2 separate regions of the Sus scrofa genome follow, and region 2 is linked to region 1. Evidence: chromatin contacts called from public Hi-C data. All regions are on one chromosome and are shown on one strand. The core of a region is the stretch at or near the end of the contact, and the rest is flanking DNA. Distances in the headings are between cores, read along the strand shown.

Region 1 (5,783 bases), core at 1,125-3,624:
GTAAGTTATTATAAATAACAAGTTATTATAAATATTCTCACAATGGGCAGAAAAGTTAATCTCCCTCAAATAAAGGTGAGAAATGAAAAGAAAAGTAGGGCTGCTGAAGCTGCTAATTTCAGAGGCTTGGGTGCTTGTGAAAATAATTATAAACAAAATGTGTTAACCTTTATGCAAAATTTAGTTGGAAAGAAAATATCACACCTCACCGCAGAAGCTACTGTATAGTCCCCTATGTTACAGCCTCTGTGTCAAAGGACAGGCAAGGTTCATCCATCACAGGCTCTAAGGTTTGCACTGCGACCTTCAGCTAACTTTTCTTTCCTCTGTCTTTCCTAAGATGATAATCAAATCTCCCATAAATCTGCAAAGAAGTGTGGTAGAAAAACAGATGAGTCAATCTTTTTGTTTTAATATCCCACGCTCTAAACAAGTGAGAAAATCACTTGATTCCAGGTTATTTCCCACTGGTATCATGGTACATTTATGTAATGAAAACTTTTATCTAACAAAGATAAAGCTTAACTAGTACAAATCAGGAAGACTATTTATACTATTCATTTATAGAAGAGAGATCTTCTATATTTGACCTATGATTCCCTTCATGTGTTTCCCCAATATGTAATAATAATAATATAATATAATATAATTATATGTGTTATATACTATATACTATGTGTATAATATATAATGTGCTTTCCTGAATTGTGGTATTCGACTTTTACCACAGGCTGAAAATTTTAGAAATAAGCTTATTTTTTTCACGAATATCATCTCGTAGACATCAGGTGTCTTTGTGTCTCTTGTTCATATTTGCTCATTCGTATTTGTCTCTCGTTGGTATTCACGCTTGATACTCTTCTTTCCATCCCTTATCCCGCCTCGATTTGAGGACTAGTCACAAGCATTTGTTTAGATGGACCAGAGCTTTGACACTCCTCTGCCAAGACTGCTTCCTTAACCTTGTTCATCTAAAACCACTGTACCACAGGTTTATAAGCTGGAGAGACCTTAATAGTGGCTTGTTTTACCTCAAGGGATTCAACGTCATATGAACTTGCACTGTTCTTTCCATTATTTTCTACATGGTTAAATTAAATTGTTTCCACTATTTGCTCAGTGACTCCTGAGGAAATTCTGGTATTGAAAAATCCGGGAACTTCATAGTCCATGGACCACATTCCCTGGGGATGCCTGAGGACCGATAACTCCCACACTGAGCCTATGGACACAGCTCTCACTTCAAGCACATGAGCATTTGAGCCTCTCCTTCCGGATTCATCTTATATCCTCGTTTTCAGGTAGTTCTGGAATACTACTCTTTTACGAAATATTTCTTGGAGAGACCATACATTCTGCAGAGTAAAGCATTAAAGAATGATGTAAGATATTGTACGGCTAAGGTTACGGCTATCTTTATGCATCTTCATTTTTAAAAAGATACTGTTCTTTTCAGATAACTGTGCTAAACAATTGTAGACTTCTTAAAACCCTATTTTGAGCTCTGTCGAGACAGTAAAATCATTGGAACTGAATAAGTACTTCGTATAAGATTAAAAATTTTTTTTCCTCTCCCTTGGTTTTGTTTGATTTTGCCATTGAGGTCCATAGATCCAGTGGTGATCATATTAGAAATGGTAAGTAAGAGAAAATTGAATATACAACTTTTTAAAGTAATATATATATTCACATAAATAATCACTTTGGAAAACAAAAGCACAGAATCTCTAGTATATCACTGTGTATTCATCTTTTTTCATGTGCAAACTTGTTTAGTACAAAGAAAATACTTCTTTTGCCTTCAAAAAGTTGATAATCTCATGGGAGTGACATTGGAAAATGAAAAACAAACAAGTATAAAAATAATTTGAGAAGTTCCCATTGTGACTCAGTGGAAATAAATCTGATTAGGGTCCATGAGGACTCAGGTTCAATCCCTGGTCTCACTCAGTGGGTCAAGGATCCAGCGATACCATGAGCTATGGTGTAGGTCCAGATGTGGCTCGGATCTGTCAATGCTGTGGCCGTGGTGTAGGCCAGCAGGTATAACGCCGATTCGACCCCTAGCCTGGGAACTTCCATATACCATGGGTTTGGCTCTAAAAAGACAAAAATAATAATGATAATTTAAATTCTATAATTGCTACTTTTATAAAATCATGTTTTACAATTTTTCTATGGGTTGCACATGAGGAAATTAACCGGGAGGGTCAAGATGACTCCTTTCACAGAGTTGAGTAGAAATTCTTCTGGAATTGGAAACAGGAGTGTAGAATTTGAGGTACAATAAAGGCAAAGTCACAAGAGAGCCTTGGAAACCTCCTCTCAGCCTATTCTTAGAGCAGCACTTGGTCCAGTATGGCTGGAGCGATGGCAACGGCCAGAAATAAAGTTAGAGAAGCAGATTTGGCTCTGCTCAGAAAGAGCACTTGAGGCTACCAAGCTTGGTATTTACAAAGTTGTGACAGTCATCCAACCATGGGATGTAACCTGATCCAGAGAGTTTTTCATAGGGACCACTCTGGTGCTAGCACGGGGGAAGTTTCCAGGGAGAGACGATTGAAAGCTTAAGATGAATGTTGTCTGTTTTCATTAAAGCAAGACATGATGACCCTCTGAATAAGAAGGAAAGCCCTCTAAAGCAAATGCTGCTCATTCTTACAACTGCTGTGTCGCCAACCTAGAAAAGCGACGTAGGCAGCCCTCCACAGATATTTTTGAGCAAGTACACTGGCAATAGGAATGAACAAGAAGGCACAGACTTGAGAGCTTTTTTGGAGATAAAGAGGATGGCATTTATTGGCTAATTTATACTGATGGAAAGGGGGAAGGAGTCAAGGTCAACTGCGGGATTTCAAGGTTAAATGAGTAGAGAGGGACATCAAATGCAGCGAATGTTGAGACGTGCCTCACCCTGCACAGAGATGTGTCCCTGATGACCAGGTGGACTGATCACTGCCTAAGTGTAAGTACAGAGTTTATTCATCTCCTTTTGAGTTCTCTCTACTAATAGTGGTTCTGCATATTAACCTTTGAATTCATGGCTTTTCAGGGTTTCTGTCTGACAGGTAAAATACTGAAAGAACCAAGGAAATTATTAAAATAATAATAATAATAATGAGGGAGTTCCCTTCGTGGCTCAGCAGTTAACACACCCAACTAGGATCCATGAGGATGCAGGTTCAATCCCTGGCTTCGCTCAGTGGGTTAAGGATCCAGCATTGTCTCGAGCTGTGATGAAGTTTGCAGATGTGGCTGGGATACTGCGTTGCTGTGGCTGTGGTGTAGGCAGGCACCTGTAGCTCTGATTTGACCCCTAACCTGGAAACTTCCATATGCTGTGGGTGTGGCCCTAAAAAAAAAAGGCAAAAAATAATAATAATAATAATAAAAAAGACTCTCTGCCAAGTCAGGAGCTTTTCTGTGATAAGAACAATTATTATTTTAGCTCACATGTCAAGATCACATGGATTAGGAATCAAATTTTTTAAAGCATATCTCACATTCAGCTAAGGATCTGGAGTTACAAGAAGAAAAGAAAGTTTTATTTTATATTGATAGTAGGTATGTTAACACTATAGTCAAGTAGATCAAAATGTCTCCATGCTTCTGATGATTTGCTACTTCTGGGGCCCCAGTATGTGCCTGATAGACTGACAAGAATTCAAACTCTTTTTCTAGGCAGAGCAGTTCTGTGCTAGTGGACAGCGAGCCAGACAGATAAAAAGCAAAGTTTCTAAAGAGTGGACATGTGAAAAATTTTATGATAGAACAGGAAATTTTGGAGGAAAACAGGGAACAAATACATAAGAGAACCTGATATGGAACTCCAACCCTTCTTATTAAGGAAATGAAAGTCAGATAGGATATGAGTATAAAGAATGCATCAGATGAGCGTTAGGTCAATAACAATGATATGACTGCACTGGATATAGGATTTCACTTCTAAAAGTGAGACTGTAGATAGACTATTAGGTCCCCTTCACACAAAGATTTGAAAGATAACTTCATCAAAAGCAAAGCAATGATATGCAGGCTTGTGTTATCTTAGGAATGTTCTGGCGAAGACAGTAATTTCATTTAAAAAAATACTCAGGCTAAGTGAGCATAGCAGTGTTGAATAGGATGGAGAACTATCACAGAGTACTGATCAATGACAGATCAGAGACGAATGAAAATAGACTGCATGGGAAAGCAAAATGAAATGAAGCTTTCCCCATCCCCCTTCATTTTCTACTGAAAAACCATGTACATCAAAACAGAGTTCACCGAATCTAAGACTGGGTACTTTTATTGATATACGCTGCCAAGAAGCTGCAGATTTTATCACCGATTAAAGAAGATGACTATTAATGAAAGATCATTTTTTGGTAGAAACATGTCAGAGAAGATTTTGTGTATTGTGTGCCCCTCATATTAATTAATCATTGAAACAATGCAATTTATTGAGTTCTGACGTATTTCTTTTTTTTTTTTAGGGCCCCACCCATGGCATATGGAGGTTCCCAGGCTAGGGGTCGAATCAGAGCTGTTGTTACCAGCCTACACCGGAGCCACAGCAATGCCAGATCCAAGATGCACCTGCGACCTTCACCACAGCTCATGGCAACATTGGATCCTTAACCCGCTAAGTGAGGTCAGGGATCAAACCCACAAGCTCATGGATCCTAGTCAGGTTCATTTCTGCTGCACCATGACGGGAACTCCGGTTCTGGTATATTTCTTACACTACCCTATCCTAATATTTCAAGAAGCAAGAAGATTTCTAAGTATACTATCACATTTAATTTGACCTATAAAATGGATTATGGAGGAAATTGATGACAAAAGTGTAGACAGTTTATGCTCTGGTCAGAATGATTTGCTGTAAAACTGGGAATTATTCCTCTGCCTTGACTATACCAACAGACTCTGTGTTTAGATGTTCACACCATGTAAGATGTACTGGAGGGAGAGAGACTGCAGGGCCAATATTATCCATCATCATCAATGATATTTAATTAAGTGTGTCTAATGAAGATACAGTTTGAGGGTAAACTTTAGTCTTATGATTTTAGGAATAGAAATGGCTTTCTATTTTCTTATAAAATCTTAGCACTGAAAGGAGACTTCAGGAGTTGGAGTAGATGACTCACAGGCTAAATCTGGCCCGCAGCCTGTTTTTGTAAATAACATTTCATGGAACCATCAGGCTCATTCATTTACATGTTTTCTTTGTCTAGATACAGCAGAGTTGAGATCATACAGCCTCTAAAATTAAGCTGACACTAATCCAATGTCTTTGTCTCACAGATAAGGCAAATGAGGCCCAAAGAGGTTAGGTAACATTTCAAAATTAGGTGGTAAGTGGCCAAACTGGAACTAGTGTCTAAGAAGCAATTAACACAAGCGATAAAAAGTAGGACCAGGAGAAGGAGGAAATGGGTAGAATCATTAAGAGCTGTGAAGAGGACAGAGATGGTGGTCCTGGAGTAATTTGTAAACGATACCAAGAGTAGAGGGCATACTTGAGTGAAGAACAAGAAATAATGCCCGTAGCCACATCTCGTGAATTCATGGAGAAAACATGGAAAGTCTGGCAGAGGAAGAACTCTCGGCAGCCACAGAAAGAGAAAGCTCATGATGGTGAGCAAGATGGACTAAAAGGCAAATATCCTCTGATATCATTTATGTGTGAAAGCTGATAAAATATGATACAAAAGAACTTATTTATAAAACAGAAACTTGAAGATGTCAAAATTAAATTTAAGATGACCAAAGGGGAAACCATGGGAGAGGGAGGG
Region 2 (5,783 bases), core at 2,040-4,539, 360 kb after region 1:
ATCCAGTGTTGTCACTGCAGTGGCTCAGATCACCACTGTGGTATGGGTTCAATCCCTGACCCTGGGACCTCCCCAAGCTTAGGACACAGCCAAAAAAAAAAAAAAAAAAAAAAAAAAAAAAAAAAAAAAAAAAAAATCAATTCATAAACAACAACAACAAAAAAATTCAGGAATCTTTTTCCCCCCTGGTAAAATGTGGTTAAATGGATTATGTTGAGAGTCAATTTATAACAGCTCTTTTTATGGTATTGGTACAAGATAACTACTCTTTTTTCTTTTCTAAAACTGTGTACAGGTAATCCTTTTCTTTATTTAAATATTGAAAATGAAATGATCACCAAAGGCTTTTAGGCATTTGATTTTATGGGGCTATAAAGTTTTCTAAGTCAAAGAGGTTAATTGTTGAGGATCAGGTTTCCCAAAGAACTGTTGCTGAGATGAATGAGGGTCAACAGGTGTGAAAGGAAGGGCACAGAGCTGGATTGCGTGAAAGGAAAAGAGGAGCTTCAGTGCAGGCCCAACAAGGCCTGGTCAATCCAAGTGGGAGCTCCGGCGGGTCGGGCCATCAGAGCTGGTCCCCACTGGTGAAGATGGCTGGCCAGGCTTTAATCCCTTTCTTCAGGTCAGTCTCTGGAGGTGGCTGCCTGCGTGGAGGGAGACAGGGCAAAGCGTTCTGCCACTGAGGCCGACGTAGAAGGGTACGTGATTAGTCTGCTCACTGCACTCCCTGCAGCTGGCCAGCAAGCTCTTCCTCTAAGAAAGACCCAGGCAATGCACTCCCTGTCCAGCAACCTGGTCCTAAGCGGCTAGATGACGGTCCTACCAGCTGCCTCTATCAAAGTTACCTGCGCCCTCTGCTTTAGAGAGCCATTCCATTTGACAAAAATGAAAGAAAACCAAAAAAACCAACATTCAAACAAAAAATGTGTAACAGTCATAAATTACCTTTGAAAGCCCAGGGAGGGTAACACTTAGGGAGGCCCACCTGAAGCTGGTCTCCAAATCTGTTGAGCTTCATTTCATCGGGGAGCTTGGCAAGCCCTCTCCTTTGTAAAAGCCACTGTCAGCATCACAGCTGGGCATAGAGCTCTGCAGCCTGCTCAGGTTTGGGGAGCCCACAGCAAACGGCACGGTGTCCTTCACCTTCAGACACCTTCAGGAACTAGGACAGTGGACGTGGGCTGATTTCCGGCTTGCTAGTCCGTTCCCAAGCACAGACCAGCAAAGAGAAGTGCTCTCCAGCTGATTACTACGTAAACAGCAAGTTCCCCAGGCCCCTCTCAGACAGCAGTGCTGTGGCGCCCGAGGAGAAAAAACGATGCCAGATGACTGCCTGACAGCCCCCCTCAGTTACTATGGGGATTGCACTGAGGATAATCACTTGTGAACAATCCTAGGCTTGGGCAGCCTTCTGCAGTCTGATGCGGCTTGTGCCCCCTACATCTGAACAGAACAGAGAAGCCCCAAGGTCAATGGCATTGCCAGGAGCTCCGGACTCCAATCATGCGGGGTCAGCATTCAGACTTGATGATCACCCAGCTGCTTCGGCTCAAGTTTAGTCCCAACTTTGATCCTCTTCCTTACGGCTGAGCGTCTCTCACAGTTCTTTTCCAGATCTCTCTTTCCTCCTCAGAAAATAAGGTGGGCGGGTGTGTGGTGGGCACGGAGGAGGACAAACTCCAAAACTCCAGGGGCGAGGACACTGCTGTAGGGACCGCAAGGGACAGCTATGGGAGCTCTGTCCCCCATCATCCATCAAGTAGCCAGCAAGTGAAAATAAAATCGACATCACCTATTAAACAATTCTCAATCAGTATACTACTTTGGGTGTGAGATGATCCACTTTCTCTTTAAACCAACCTAGAGTTTGCCTTAAAACAAACAAGAGCCTAACTTTGGTTCTTCAAAAATTCATTCAAAAAAAGCAAACACAGTCTTAAAGAAAAACCATGATGAAGCCATCTTCAGATCCTTTCCTGGGTGAGCCTGACACCTGCTGGCCTCTGGGTCCCCTGCAGTCACACTTGAAAAAGCATATTTTTTTTTTCACAAGATCCTAATACTATCTACGCAAATGTATCTGCTCAAGAATTCCAGAGATGGAAGTTCTTATGGTAAGGAACCTGACTAGTATCCATGAGGACTTGGGTTCGATCCCTGGCCTCACTCAGTGAGTTAAGGAGTCAGCATTGCCATGAGCTGTGGTATATAGGTCACAGACATGGCTTGGACCCCAAGTTGCAGTGGCTGTGGCATAGGCTGGCAGCTATTGCTCCGATTTGACCCCTAGTCAGGGAACTTCCATATGCTGCAGCTGCAGCCCTAAAAAAAGCCAAAATAAAAAAAGAAAAAAGAATTCCAAAGTTTTCTGGAAAGGATTGCATCAGAGAATTTATGCAAGAGAGATACCTGAGCAAGAGGTACTATGAGCAAGTATATTTCAGTTATTCATTTAGGGAGGAGGATTAAGGAAATAGCATTCAATAAATGAATAAGTTTCAGTCACATACACACAGAATGATCTGAAAATTCGTAAAGGAAACTATTCTCAATTTCCCCTCATCATTTATTAGAATCTGTAATCTGCTAGTAATAATTGTGTGTTTATAAAAAATCAAAGTGACAGACAATCTGAGAGGAAATGAGAGAGAAGCAAAGGAAACTCTAAGGAGAGAGAAAGAGAAGAAGAGCTGGGAGCAGATAGCAGAAAAGAGGCAAAATATAACGAGACAGCTTCAGGCACAAAGAGGCAAATGTCAAAGCAGCGAGGGTCAGAGAAACCTTGAGGTGGGAAGCAAAAGGAGAGACCATTCACTTTTCCCCGAAGACAACTTCCCCATAACATAGAGCAAAGAGGGGCAACAGCACTTTAACTGTTTGATGACTGACATATCTCCCTTAGCAGGCTGGTCTCCTAGGCTGCTAACTTTACTCTGGGGCAGCCAGTGCGTGGCAAGAGGAACTGGGTTCCGCTGCCCCTCTACCAGGCAGCTAACCCTCCTCGGCCGTGAGGAACACATTTCCAAGGCAACACTGAATTCAAAATCTGGGAAATGCAAGAATTTCATCTTCCAAATGGCACAATCAAGGGCGAGAGATGTTAACGTGGTGACCACGTCCTCAGCAGAAAAGCACAGCTCTCTGGCTTGACCTAACTGCCGTATCTGAGGAATTACAGACAGAAAATGTGGTAAAACATCAGCTTAAATACAGCTCCGGGGAGCCCTGTCTCCCCGTTTCACGTGTGGCTTCCTACCCTTGCATGATTCACTTTCCGGAATGAGACGCCCTTCAGAGGCTGAGTCATCCACAGAATCAGGTCAGCCAGGTCTGAGACAGCTTCTTCCCAGGGGACAAAAAGTAACTCATCAAGCCTCTTATTCTATTACTCCTTGTTTGGAATTGTAAATAAACAAAAACCATCTATGGGATCCTCCATTCACCTCGTTATGGCTGAATCCAGCCCCCAAAGCCATGGAGATGGTAACTTTCTCCAGATTTAATGACTACAGTTGACACGACCAAACACCCACCCCCAGGACTCAATCAGTAAAGTGCCCGTGAGGAGGTCATCAATTCAACTCCGCAGCAATTTCCAAGGACCAAAGCAAACAGGAAATGTGTCCCAAAGTGGAACTGCCAAAGCTTGTGGAAATTGTGCTTCAATTAATAGACAAGTAATTAATACAAGGACTTTTAAACAAGAAATGATTGCTACTTATCAGGAGTTCCTGTTGTGGCTCAGCAGAAACGAATCTGACTGGCATCCATGAGGACACAGGTTCAATCCCTGGCCTCATTCAGTGGGTTAAGGATCCAGCATTGCCATGAGCTGTGGTGTAGATCACAGACGAGGTGCAGATCAGGCGTTGCTGTGTCTGTGGTGTAGGTTGGCAGCTACAGCTCCAATCTGACCCCTAATGTGGGAATCTCCATAGGCTACGGGTGCAGCGCCCCCTACCCCAAAAAAGAAATTATTGCTACTTATCAATCTAAAACTATTATTTACCCAGGTTTGTGGCTGAGAGAAAAATAGAAACTGCTGGCCTTAGTAAGTCCTCAGCTTCCTTTCTTCCCTAAATTCTGTTCCTTACTTTGATAAACTAAGTCCATTCAGAATACCCCACCATAAAACTAAAAACACCCAGCAATCCCATTCCTGGACGTATATCCAGAAAAGACAAAAACTCTAATTTGAAAAGATATATGCACCCCAAAGTTCACCGCAGCACTATTTACAATAACCAAGACATGGAAGCAACCTCAATGTCCGTTAACAGATGACTAGATACAGAAGATGTAGTACATATATACAATGGAATATTATTCAACCAAGAAAAGAATGAAGTAATGCCATTTTCAACACAGACCTAGAGATTATCATACTAAGTGAAGTCAGACAGAGAAAGACATAAGATAATATATGTGGGCTCTTAAAAAAAAAGGATACAAATAAACTCATTTCCAGAACAGAAACAGAATCACAGACTGAAAACACACTTCTGGTTACCAAAGGAGGCAGGCGGGGGGGGGGGGGAGATAAATTGAGAATTTGGGGTTGAAATACGCACACTGTGGTATATGGATCGATTGGCCAACAGGAAGCTGCAGTATAGCACAGGGAACTCTACCCAATATTCTGTGATAACCTACATGGGAAAAGAATCTGAAAAAGCATGGATGGATGTGTGTATGCATATAGCTGAATCACTTTGTTGTACACAGAGATTTTCACAACATTCTAAATCAATTATACATCAATAAAACTTTTAAAGTGGGGGGGGGGGAGAAGAGCATCATAGGGCTCCTAAGTCCTGTTTTTTTTATTGATCACACTGTATATGTCTTACAAAAAAAGATGTAAAGTATTGCACAAATGGGCAGTGCACTGGGCTGTCCCCAGGATCTGTCCCTGCTTCAACAGTGTTTGGACAGAAAAGACCCAGGGGTGACTCTTGCTCCAGCTTCCGACTACCCTCCAACCTTTTTTTTTGCAGTTGCAACCCTCGGAATCAGCCACTCAGCTATCTCTGGTCTCTGAGACCAGCCAACACTACTTTTTGAACTTAACTCCTTATTAGGGATCAACCATGAGCTCCCAGGTTCGTCAGAATTATTCCACGGAATTGGAGGCCTTCCTCAACTGCCTGATCGATGCATCTGAGGGCCTCCCACACCTACCTCTCCCTGCGTCTCTATTTCAACAGCAATGATGTGGCTCTGGAGAGCGTGAGCCACTTTTTCTGCAAATTGGCTGAGGAGAAGCTGGAGGGCGCAGAGCGTCTCTTGAAAATGTAAAACTAGCGCAGTGGTAGCGCCCTCTTCCAGAACATGAGAAGCCATCTCAAGAAGAGTCGGGTAAAACCAGGACGCTATGGAAGCTGCCATTCTCTTGGAGAAGAACCTGAACCAGGCTCTTCTAGATCCGCATGCCCTGGGTTCTGCCCGTGCGGACCCGCATCTCTGTGACTTCCTGGAGAGCCGATTCTTGGATGAGCAGGTGAAGCCCATCAAGACGATGGGAGACCACCTGTCCGACCTCCGTGGACTGTCTGGTCCCCAGACTGGGCTGGGCGAGTACCTCTTTGAAAGTCTCACCCTCAAGCACAGCTAGGAGCCTCTGGAGCCCAGTGGCCTTTGAGGAGGCCCTCCGGTGCCTGGGCTTCTGCCAGAACCCCCGCCCTGCAGCCACAAGGCACTTTTTTAACCACCCTGGAGCCCTCTCCCAAGTCTTGGACCAAATGGAAACAATAAAGCTTTATGCAGCAAAACATAAAAAATAA

Evidence for each region. Hi-C and Micro-C count contacts between places; a contact is called where the count stands out from the background.
Region 2: a contact with region 1 is called in a Hi-C map of skeletal muscle, with 6 times the contacts expected there. The contact joins two enhancer-like sites. A contact is called at or near these places in 3 of 47 Hi-C or Micro-C datasets (embryonic fibroblasts, heart right ventricle and skeletal muscle).

What each region holds. Positions count from the first base shown.
Region 1 is chr7:26,459,202-26,464,984 of Sscrofa11.1, forward strand. All of the region lies in intron 10 of TINAG (tubulointerstitial nephritis antigen), which reads right to left. Among named protein-coding and RNA genes, the nearest start is that of TINAG, 61 kb to the right of the region's middle. Within about 2 kb of position 2,375, at least 4 of the 83 cell types and tissues checked have an H3K27ac peak or open chromatin away from gene starts, as enhancers often do. A contact at or near this core is called in skeletal muscle, where this site is marked.
Region 2 is chr7:26,818,277-26,824,059 of Sscrofa11.1, forward strand. It overlaps the pseudogene LOC106504380. Among named protein-coding and RNA genes, the nearest start is that of MLIP, 19 kb to the left of the region's middle. Within about 2 kb of position 3,290, at least 7 of the 83 cell types and tissues checked have an H3K27ac peak or open chromatin away from gene starts, as enhancers often do. A contact at or near this core is called in skeletal muscle, where this site is marked.